2 separate regions of the Triticum aestivum genome follow, and region 2 is linked to region 1. The links are chromatin contacts, called in public Hi-C maps. All regions are on one chromosome and are shown on one strand. The core of a region is the stretch at or near the end of the contact, and the rest is flanking DNA. Distances in the headings are between cores, read along the strand shown. Region 1 holds the start of LOC123174921 (ethylene-responsive transcription factor ERF109). Region 2 has its middle 11 kb from the start of LOC123182899.

Region 1 (5,370 bases), core at 1,716-4,215:
AAATGGACGCGCATCCGTTTTTCGTCCGCGGGTGACCCATTCCCGGCCCAATTTTGAACCGGATTTGCGTCGGCGCGGACACGAGACGGACGCGCGCGCGCCTATTCCTCTCCCCGGGCCCGCCGGTCGGTGGGAGCCACCACCATTCCCCCCCCCATTTTCCCCCAAAAACACTCCCGCCCGCGCGCGCTCCCGTCCCCAACCAGCCATGGACGATGTCATCGACCTCGACGCCGCCGCCGACCTCGCCTCCCTCGCCTCGTCCGGCGCCGCCGCCCCCTCCGGGAAAGGCAAGCCTCGTGCCCCACGCAAGACCGCCGCCGCGACCAAGCCGAAAAAGGCGCTGACGCCCGAACAGCGGGCAAGGGAGTCGGCCAAGACGAAGGGCCGGAGGCACGCCGCGGACGCGAGGGATGAGGCCGCCGCGCAGGCCGCCGCCGTCGCCGCCACGCAGCAGGAGGTCACCAACACCCGCGTCGCGGCGGCAACGAGGGAGGCGCTCTACATGCTAGGGTTAAACCCTAGCCAGCACGGCCTCGTCCAAGCCGCCGTCGCCGCGGCCAGCACCGGCTCGTCTGCATTTCCTCGATGGTGCTGCCCGACTCGCCCCGCGCATCGGCTTGCAACCCGATCCCCGGCTTCTACGTGTACCCGCAGGCTTCCCGCCTCTCCGGGGAGTGCTCGCCCGACGTGAGCATGGTCGCGCCTTTCACGCCCGCGCCCGCGCCCATCGACCTCAACGCCACCCCGGTGGTCGGTGGCTCGTCATTCGGCGGCACGAGGAAACGCGTGGGACAGACGCCGGCCGGCGAGCTCCCAGACGCCCGCAACCTGTTCGAGGAAATGCTGTCCGCCGTCGACGTGGACTACATGCAGAACCTCATCTTCGACGGCGGTGCGCCGGCCGCTGGCTATGATCCCGACGAGACACAAAGTCAGGACGGCCGCGGGGCGTTCACGCCGGCCGCTGGCTATGATCCCGATCAGGCGGCCTTCATGCGTGATCAGGTCGGCATCGACCTGGACGGCTTCCCCCTCGACCACGAGTTCCCGGACGACTACGGGCTAGAGGAAGAGGACGAGTGCGACATCGAAGTGGAGCCTTTGTTCGAGGACGAGCTCGCCAACCAAGCCGCCGGTCCTAAGCCGAAGCGCAAGAGCAAGCGCACGAAGGCGTACACGGCGGCCGAGGACAAACTTCTTTGCGAGTGCTGGCGAGACATTGGACAAGACCCCAAGACGGGCGCCAAGCAAAAGCATTCAACTTTTTGGATTTGTGTCCACCGAGAGTTTCATGAGCGCAAGAAGTTTCCACCTTATCAATTTGTGAGCACGTGCGGGTGGGTCTTTATTTCCAAGCGGTGGAGGGTGATCCAACAAGAGTGCAACAAGTTTTGCGCCACTCTTGAGAGCGTCAAGGCCCGCCCCGTGAGCGGCATCGGCATGCAAGACATGGTATGCTAGCAAGCAAGCCGCCCTCTTTTGTGTCATCAAGTTCATCCTTTGCGTGTTCATTTGCATATCACTTGCCCATATGCTTGCATGGAAATATTTTGTAGGCATTTCAAGCTTTGGAGGCATTCAAGGTTCAACACAACGACAAGTGCTTCAACCTCTCCCATTGCTATCGGGTCATCAAGAACGAGGAGAAGTTCAAGGCGCAATATGCCGCACTCAAGGCACGTGGGGGGAAGAAAGTCGTGGAGGATGTTGGGAAGGGCGAGCCGGCATGGCCGCGGGGGAAGACTAACTCCAAGAAGGAGGACAAGCGAGATGCGGCCACCAACGCCTTGATCGCAAGCGTGAACAGCATGATGAATAAGAAGGACTCAAGGAAGGAGGAGCGCCGTTGTTCCAAGGCGGAGCAAATGGATGCTTTCATGGAGATCCAAAGGAGGAGGCTTGATCTAGACGCCGAGAAGCAAGCCAAGATGTTCGAGCTCGAGGCGGAGAAGCAAGGCAAGATGCTAGAGATCGAGGCCGCCAATGCCAAGACCAAGGCGAAAGAAGTGGATCTTGCGAGCATGATGACCGGGGTGGAGAACATGAAAGTGGATCTCAACACCGTGTCGCCAAGGAAGAGGCCGTGGTTCGAGAAGATGCAGGCCGACATGCTCAAGTTCGACGACGATTGATCTATGGCGGCGAGCGCCATCTTTTTTGTATGCCGGCAGGTGTGCCGGCATGACCACGGGAGCCGCGATGGCGTGGTCGAACTCAAGTCACATCCTTTTTTGTGTGCTGGCATGTGTGCCGGCCTGTTGGCGAGTGCGCCAGCAAGAACTGTGGTGATATTTTCTGAGGACGGCATTGTATGCCGGCGTTGGCATTGGTGCCGGCATGAGACATGGCCACTGGCATGATCGGCCGCGGGCCTTTTTTATTTACAGGTTGAATGCGGACATGAAATGGATCGGCGCGTTGAGCGCACTGTTGATCCAAATGTAAAACTGGGCGGATGCCGGACGGACGGCCGATCCAAACGGACAAAAAGCGGACAAATGCGCCGCCCGTTTGGGTCGCCCGTTGAAGTTGCTAATGGATTGGTCGTCAATCGAAAAATAGGAAAACCATCTAGAAGAACCAGACTTCCAACAAAACCAGCTAGCCGACCTCTCACGGCCAACCCCCTGAGAACCAACGTCCCTTGACCCGCTTTGACCCTTTCAACCAACGGACGGACCGACGTCATCTGCTGTACAGATCCCATCCCATCCAAATCCCACCCTCATTTCCACTAACGTCATTACCGGCGTCACCCTCACCCGACCGATCGGTCATGTCCCGTCCCTGGAGGGCAAAACCGGGATTCGTAAGCAAACAAACCCGAGGCCCCTGGACGCGCACGTTTCGCACGCCATCCCCGTTGGCCTTAAACAGCGCGCTGTTCTGCATGCGCCGCGTCCCCTGCGACGTCGACCGGAGCGTATATATTTCTCCCCCGCCTCACTTGTTCCCCATCACTTCAAACAACACCCACGGCCATCACACAGCTCAAGTGGAGCTCCCACTTCAGAGTTCAGACAACACCCACAGTCAGCTCTCAGCCCCTCAGCTCAATCAACGGCAGCAGGAACACACACGCGGAGATGACCTTCGGCTTATCGCCGACACTGGATGCGAGCCAGGAGTACATGATTCGGTTCGACGGCCACTTCGAGTTCGAGGACCCGTCGACCGTCGAGCCGCCGCCGCCGCCGTTCGCGGCCAGGGCGATCTCGTCCGAGCAGGAGCATAGCGCCATGGTCGCCGCGCTGCTGCACGTCATCTCAGGGTACGCCACGCCGGTGCCGGACTTCTTCTTCCCGGCGAGCAAGGAGGTGTGCCCGGCGTGCAGGATGGATGCGTGCCTCGGGTGCGAGTTCATCGGCGCGGAGGCCAGGCCGCCGGCGGCGGCTGCATTGGACGCACCGAAGGCGGCGGCGGGCGGGCCGCAGAGGAGGCGGAGGAACAAAAAGACCCAATACCGCGGCATCAGGCAGCGGCCATGGGGCAAGTGGGCGGCGGAGATCCGCGACCCGCGCCGCGCCGTGCGGGTGTGGCTCGGGACCTTCGACACCGCCGAGGACGCCGCCAGGGCCTACGACCGCGCCGCCGTCGAGTTCCGCGGCCCGCGCGCCAAGCTCAACTTCCCATTCCCCGAGCAGCAGCAGCAGCAGCTGGGCGGCAGCGGCAATGCCACGGCCAAGTCCGACACGTGCTCGCCCTCGCCCTCGCCACGCAGCCCGGACGGGGAGGAAACAGAGGAACAGCTCTGGGATGGCTTGCAGGACTTGATGAAGCTAGACGAGAGCGAGCTTTGCTTACTGTTCCCGGTGGCGGTCAACAACACCTTGGAAATGTTTCACGCGCCGGGAAAGAGACGACCAGGGGCCGATCTAGGGGGTATCATGGCTAGCAGTTAGACCAGTGGCAGTGCGCGCGCGTGTCTCTCAATCAACACGCATGTACACGACTTCTAGATCCTGTTCAATACGTGGTTAGCACACGTACTAGCTTTGGTTGTAATTCTGTATAAATAGGCACCCGATCAACGGAAAAGTTGTGTTGAACCATACTCCTCTTTCATGCAGTATGTACTTAACACGAATGCTATTTTTAGATTATTTGTTGGCACTATGATGTTGTTCACCGCTGTCGATCGCCCGCGCTGATCTCGTCGCCGGCACCATCGTGATGAGCCTCTTGTTCTTATCTTCTTTCTGAAATAAAAAAAAATCTTACTTGAGATAGATACTTGTCTAATTTTCTTACTTTTATTATTCATTGTTATTATATAGTGCGATGGTTCTGGTATCCGCCCCCGTCGGCCCTCGTCCTGTCTATGATTCGGATGTGGTATATATTATCTTTTTATAACTATTTGGTTCATTTATTGTTTATGACAATTATGCCGACCAACGTGACATAGATTTTATTTATGTAGGAGGTGGTTGAACCGGAAATTCCAACTGACCCTATTATCGAGAGGTTAAATTTAGTTGAAGAAGAAAACAATTACTTGAAGGAAAAAATAAAAAAAATTGAGGAGGAGAAGATGATATTGGAGTTGCATGTTGCGGATGTCGTCGATGATCACAAGATCAAGATGGATGCAATGCGGTTCAAGATTAGAAAGATTAGAAAATATGCCATTCATACCGAGGCTTGGTATCATTATGCCGTTGGATCAATTGTTACCTTAGTTGTGATTATGATCGCATTTGTTCTTGCATTGAAAGGTTTTACATAGTTTCAATGTATGGTTTAACTAGATGCTCTAGAGAGCTATATGTTGTTCAATTTGAACTATGTATGTACTTTGGTTTTAATGTGATGATGAACTACTATTAATTTGGTCACTTATCTATCCATGTTCATTTGTAGTGCTTTTCAATTTCAGGGTCTTATAGTTTAAAAAAATCAGTAAATGCATGAAAAATAACAAATGAAGTCAAAAAGGGTTGATCATTGATGATGTGGCTTTGAATGGTGCATTTTGAACACAGAAAAACTATGGAGTTCAATAAGTTCAAAAAAATGAAATCCCTTTGTAACAGACGAGTTTCCGTATGAAACCCTGATACTTCGAAAGAGATTGTCCGTTTTCTACACGGAGTGCATCCAGTTTTGGCCGTAAGCCTCTCTACTTTCTTGCACATGCTATGTGGGTGAAATGATGATACCATGCCAACTTTCAACCTTTTCAGAGTTTATTTGAAATGCTTTTAAATTTCAGGGTCTTATAGCTCAAAAAAAATCAGTAAATGCATGAAAAATAACAAATGAAGTCAGAAAGGGTTGAAAATTGATGATGTGGCTTTGAATGGTGCATTTTGAACACAGAAAAACTATGGAGTTCAAATAAGTTAAAAAAATGAAATCCCTTTG
Region 2 (5,370 bases), core at 877-3,376, 87 kb after region 1:
TTTCAGGTAATAGGATATCACACTCACCTTTTTACAGTTGCCATGTATACTGATGATGCTTAGTTACTACATCTATTTTTTTGGTTGACAAAATTATCCATCTTCGCTTGGTAAGTATACAGTGAAAGAAGATGAAATGTTCATTTCGTAAAGGTGAATTCTAGCACACAATTCATTATCACTTAGAGGATATTTTTTAACGTTTCCTATGAATATTTGCAAAACAACAAGTATCGTTAACCAAGAAAATTAACTATTTCTTTCTTGAGTCAATATCCATTGCTTCATATTACATTTGTTCATAAGAATGTTTCTCAAAAGATTCAGTTTTTCGAGCTAAATGTCATTCTGTTTTGACTCAATAACACCAGTCAACACGGTGGAATCTAATTGTTGTAATAGCAGTCAAACTACAACAACATATAGACAGGAGCAGGAAATTTGGTTTAATTATAAATGTCTACAGATAAAAGAGCATTTGGATAGTTGTGGAGAGCTAGCTCTTGTCGCATACAATCTATCTCTATAGCTTTCAAGCAGTAATACTTATATCCTGATTGGTAAAACAAAATTGATCTTCTTTGTTTCTTCTAATCTCTGACTTAGAAAATGAACTAGAGAAGGGAACATATACTACATTCTTCTTCCCATTTTAGTCTGTCACGCTCAATAAGTATTTATGGTATTTATGTGTTGTTATTAAGAAGCTTGCCTTTTCAGCTATTGCCATTTTTTTAGATTTGGCTCAAAAATGAAACCCATATAGTTTAGTAGCACTATAATAATGGATTACAATAAGTGCCACTTATTCCGAGTTCTCGAATTATGATACATTTTAGCCACATGATAATATAATTCTCCTGTCATGCATGTCTACATGGTTAGTTGCATCATTTTCACCAGCTAAAGATAACTTTCTTCTCATAGGAAACATTTTTAAAGCAAAACATTATTTTCTTTCACTCCGTGTTCATTTTAACCCATCATAGCTAAAACAGAACAATAATTGTCAATATCATATCAATATAGCTTTTGTTCTTTCTTAGTTGAGGCCTTGTCGGCGTCCCGGGCCTCGAGTACACTCGCCCCTGCGCCATCGGCGTCGGACTCGGTGCTCCGGCCGTACCTCCATCTTTCTTCACAAATGAAATGGACCGGCCCAAAATTGAAATTCATGAAACTTACTTGCAACTGAAATCTCCGAACTTGTGTCATATCACTGAAAGAGCGATATCCAAGTGAGACGACTGACAAAAATGAAGAGACCACTAGTAGAGACAGAGAAACTCTTATAGGTTTAAGTTATTAGTGGCGCGAGGTCAAAATTGCACGCCACTGGTAATTTGCCAAAATACCTCTTAGTAGTGACGTGCCGGCTAACGGGCACGACACTAGTTATGTGCAAATGATACATTGTATTTTTGTTCTGTATATAGAAAAAGGGTTTATTCTTACTTTCTCTGAGTACAAAGTTACACTAAGTCAACAACAATTAATATGGAGCAGAGGAAGTACGATATTTTGAGAACCTTCCAGTTACATGTTTATATTAAAAATAACAAAAAAATGCTGAATTTCAAAACCGAGGTACTTCAAATATTCGGCGACAAAAAGAGTAACCTTGCTAGCAAAAAAAAAAAAGCTGTACAACAGTGTGAGGGCAAGGGAGTAAAAAGTTTCATCAAGAGGTAAAAGTAAAAAAAAAACACATGTTCCGCATGCATCAACGGTCTACCTGGCTGCTAAGCATATTATGCCCTATAACATAGAGTACGTTTTTCACTCTCCCTGCCGAAAATATACGTTTTAAACTCTAACACCAAAAGAATGAGAATCATGTTGCTTAATACTAGCTGAAAAAGAAATCGATCCAGTTGCTAGGGACGTCGCCGTCCAGGGGTCCATGCTAGAAATGTGTATGTACTAGTACCAGCCGATGTGCCCCGTCCCAGTTTTGAATGAACAAAAAGAGAGGCTGGCTGCTGGCGGAGCCACGGAGATGACTCTTCGCTCGCAGTCGCCCGTGGTGAAAGCGACGGTGACAGATTGAAGACAGCTCCTCCCCGCTCCCCAGCCGCGGGGCGTCCACCGTCACGCCACTAGTGCCCTGCGGTCAGCGTCGAACACGTCAAAATCTCTATGCGTTGAAGTAACTGGTGGTGGTATGACGAAGGAGTACCAGTGGCGTGACTGTGGGCTTTGCTACGCGAGAACGATCGCTTCGACTGCTGCTGGCTGGCGCTCACAGTCGTGCATGACGCGTACGTGTGTGTGACCTACAGTGACTTGGTGTGCTGTAAACTTGGTGATGCAAGTGCTAAGTATTGAATCGTCACCGAGTTTTTATCCAGATTTTGTGATGTCAACTTTAAAGTACGCGACTTCTCCTTTTATATTAGACCAAAAAAAAACAATTGAAGATAGATTTAAAAAGTAAAATAACACACCACTTTGGGTCAAGCTTTTCTCCATTTGTCAAGCAAACGGACAAGAAAACACACACCGCTGACCTGGCCCAGTTAGCTGTTCTCCGTTTTAGGTTCCCGTCCAGTTTTTATTGGGCTTTTAGTTTTCTACTACTAGCAAATATGCCCGTGCGCTGCAACGGGAGAAAAACTATTAGATTATGCAGGTGTGGTAGATATAAAGAAAAGTCTGAATCAAATGCCAGGATGACATAAGGACTTTTAAAATTTCATTTCACAAACCATGTCTAAGTGATGTCATGATGAGATAAGGGACTTTTAAAAAGTATCACGGTTTGATTTCCTAAGGCGCCACAACGCAAAAAAAAATGGGCTAGGCAAACTTCAATGATGGACCCTGCCTGAGTTAGACAGATGAATAATTTGTCTCGTTTTGACCTAGCGTAATGGTGTTTACCATACCCATTACTGTGGTACCAGAATAAACATCGTTGTGTACGGAGGCAAAATAGACATGTAGTCATTTTTATATAGCTTTCAAAAACTAACCCATAGAAAGCTAGGTCAATTTTTTGGGGGCTCGGCGTTCTATGAAACACGGAAAACTTTTTTTAAGCCGATGCGAGGGACTAAATAAAATCATAAAATGACCTCTATAAATCCCCTATTAAAACTTCTATGCAAGCGGCCATTTGTTTTGTTTATTATTTACGGATCTGTTTTAATTTTTGGGAACATTTTCTAAAATTTCATGTATATTTGTTTTCTAATACCACAATATGTTTTGAACACTGGATTATTTTTAGAAAATTATGAACATTTTTATTTCATATACATAAATTTCAAATCATGATTTTTTATAATATGCGAACATTTTTTTGAAATCATGAACATTTTATGATTTTACAAATATCTTTTGAATTCATAAAATATTTTATAATTTCTCAATATTTTTAAAGCTCCCAACATTTTGAAATTTGGTTCTTTTGAAATCCAAGAATTAACTTGAGGAAGGAAAAACAAAAACAAAAATGAAAAGGTAAAAGGAAAAAATGAAATAGAAAACAGGGGGCGCCACCACCCTCACATGGGCCGGGCCATTAGCTCGTGCGGGAGGAGGAGGCGCGCTTCCTACAGAGGAAAAATGGGGTAGGAACCAGGGATCAACCCCTGGTCTCTAGTGTGGTAGACCGACGCCTTAGCCATTGGGATACCTGTGTGCTTGTGTTACATGCGTGTATCACCTTATAAGAACCAAACCCAGTGGCAGTTTTGAAATAAATCCGAATTGTTTTATTTATGGATGGCATAGTGGGTAATTTATGGCAACATCGGGGGCAATTTTCATGACAGACGACCAGAAGCAATAGTCCCTTTATTATTAGGGGTAGATTTGTTTACTATACTGGTATGTCAAATATTTGTAATTCCTTAAATTTATTTTCATATTAGTGCACTTATTTTCAAATTCATGAATTTTTCAAGATTTTGTGAAAACAATTCACATTTTTTTCCAAATTCATGAACTTTTATAAATTAGTGAACTTTTTCATATTTCATAAAAATATCAAATTCGTGATTGTGTTTTCAATTTTTGTGATTCTTTATCAAATTGATGAACTAGCATCGTCATCCCGTGTCAAGTCAATGAATAATCTGATTATAAACCCACAATTCATCGAACCCCAAAAAACGCACCACAAAAGATTACATCATATCGATCTCCGAAGAGAACATTGTATTGAAGATCAGAGAGAGAGAGAGAGAGAGCCATCTAGCTACTGCTATGGACCCGTAGGTCCTGTGAGGAACTAACACATCATCGGAGAGGTGGCAAGGTTGATGTAGAGGCCCTCCGTGGTCGATTCCCCCACCGACAGAGTACCGGAAAAGGCCTCTAGATGGGATCACGGAAGAACGGATACTTGCGGTGGTGGGATAATTTAATTATTTCGAGTCTCGCTCTGGGGGTTTTGGAACATTTGGGAACTATAGTGTCAAATGGAGGGCACGCCGTGCTGCTTTGCCATCTCCTCGTCTGTCTTATGGACCTCCCCCGAAGCTTCCTGGGTCTCTTTTGGTCCAGAAAAAAGCGTCAAAAAGTTTCATCATGTTTGGACTCCGTTTGATATGGTTTTTCTATAAAACCAAAAATATGCAGAAAACAGCAACTGACACTTGGCACTGAGTTAATAGGTTAGTTCTTAAAAATGATATAAGGCATATAAAGCATACAAGATTGATAATATAATAACATGAAACAATCACAAATTATGGATACGTTGGAGACGTATTAATGGACACTTAAAAAACCTGTTGGGCAAGCAGATTCACATCTCTTACAACCTACACAATCTTCGGTTATCGGTGCAAAAGCAATTGAAATGAGATATGATAGCTTCTTTATGGTCTAATCCTACATAACATACCCAACTCTTATTGGTTCAATGTTTTCCGTTTCCGAAGACTAGTAACGGAATCTGGAACCCATGGAGAAAATGAATTTCCCTAAAAGGTACAGGATGATCAATGAATTAATCTAACCATCAACTCAAAAAGTCCTAGATGAAAACATAACAGCAAAGAAGAAATGACATGAGGGTTCTATTATAGATAGAAAAAGAAGAAGAAAATTATGTTGCAGAAAAGAAGACAGGAATTGAGTACAATGACATTGTACAACAATTTAATTTGGGAAAGGGATGTAGCGCCCCCGTGGGTTTGCATAAGTAACCTCCTATCAGACCTCGTATGAATCACTTGGAAAATAAACGTATTCGTTTGGTTGCGGATTTGTTACAAGATCAATTGGGATTGGCTCTTGGTCGTTTACAACATGTAGTTCAAAAACTATTCATAGAGTATTCATACGTCAATCCACTGCTAATTGTTTAGCACACTCTTTGTTGCTACTATGGGGGCCAGAAGCACAAGGATATTTTAC

Evidence for each region. A called contact is a pair of places that touch in the nucleus more often than the background predicts.
Region 2: a contact with region 1 is called in a Hi-C map of leaf, with 4 times the contacts expected there. The contact joins the enhancer-like site here to the promoter of LOC123174921 in region 1.

Annotation. Positions count from the first base shown.
Region 1 is chr1D:455,639,301-455,644,670 of IWGSC CS RefSeq v2.1, forward strand. LOC123174921 (ethylene-responsive transcription factor ERF109) reads left to right here and starts at 2,966. Exons shown (of 1, transcript XM_044590111.1): 1 at 2,966-4,106. The coding sequence starts at 3,090. The coding sequence ends at 3,905.
Region 2 is chr1D:455,726,700-455,732,069 of IWGSC CS RefSeq v2.1, forward strand. No RefSeq gene overlaps it. Among protein-coding and RNA genes, the nearest start is that of LOC123182899, 11 kb to the left of the region's middle. Within about 2 kb of position 2,127, at least 2 of the 8 cell types and tissues checked have an H3K27ac peak or open chromatin away from gene starts, as enhancers often do. A contact at or near this core is called in leaf, where this site is marked.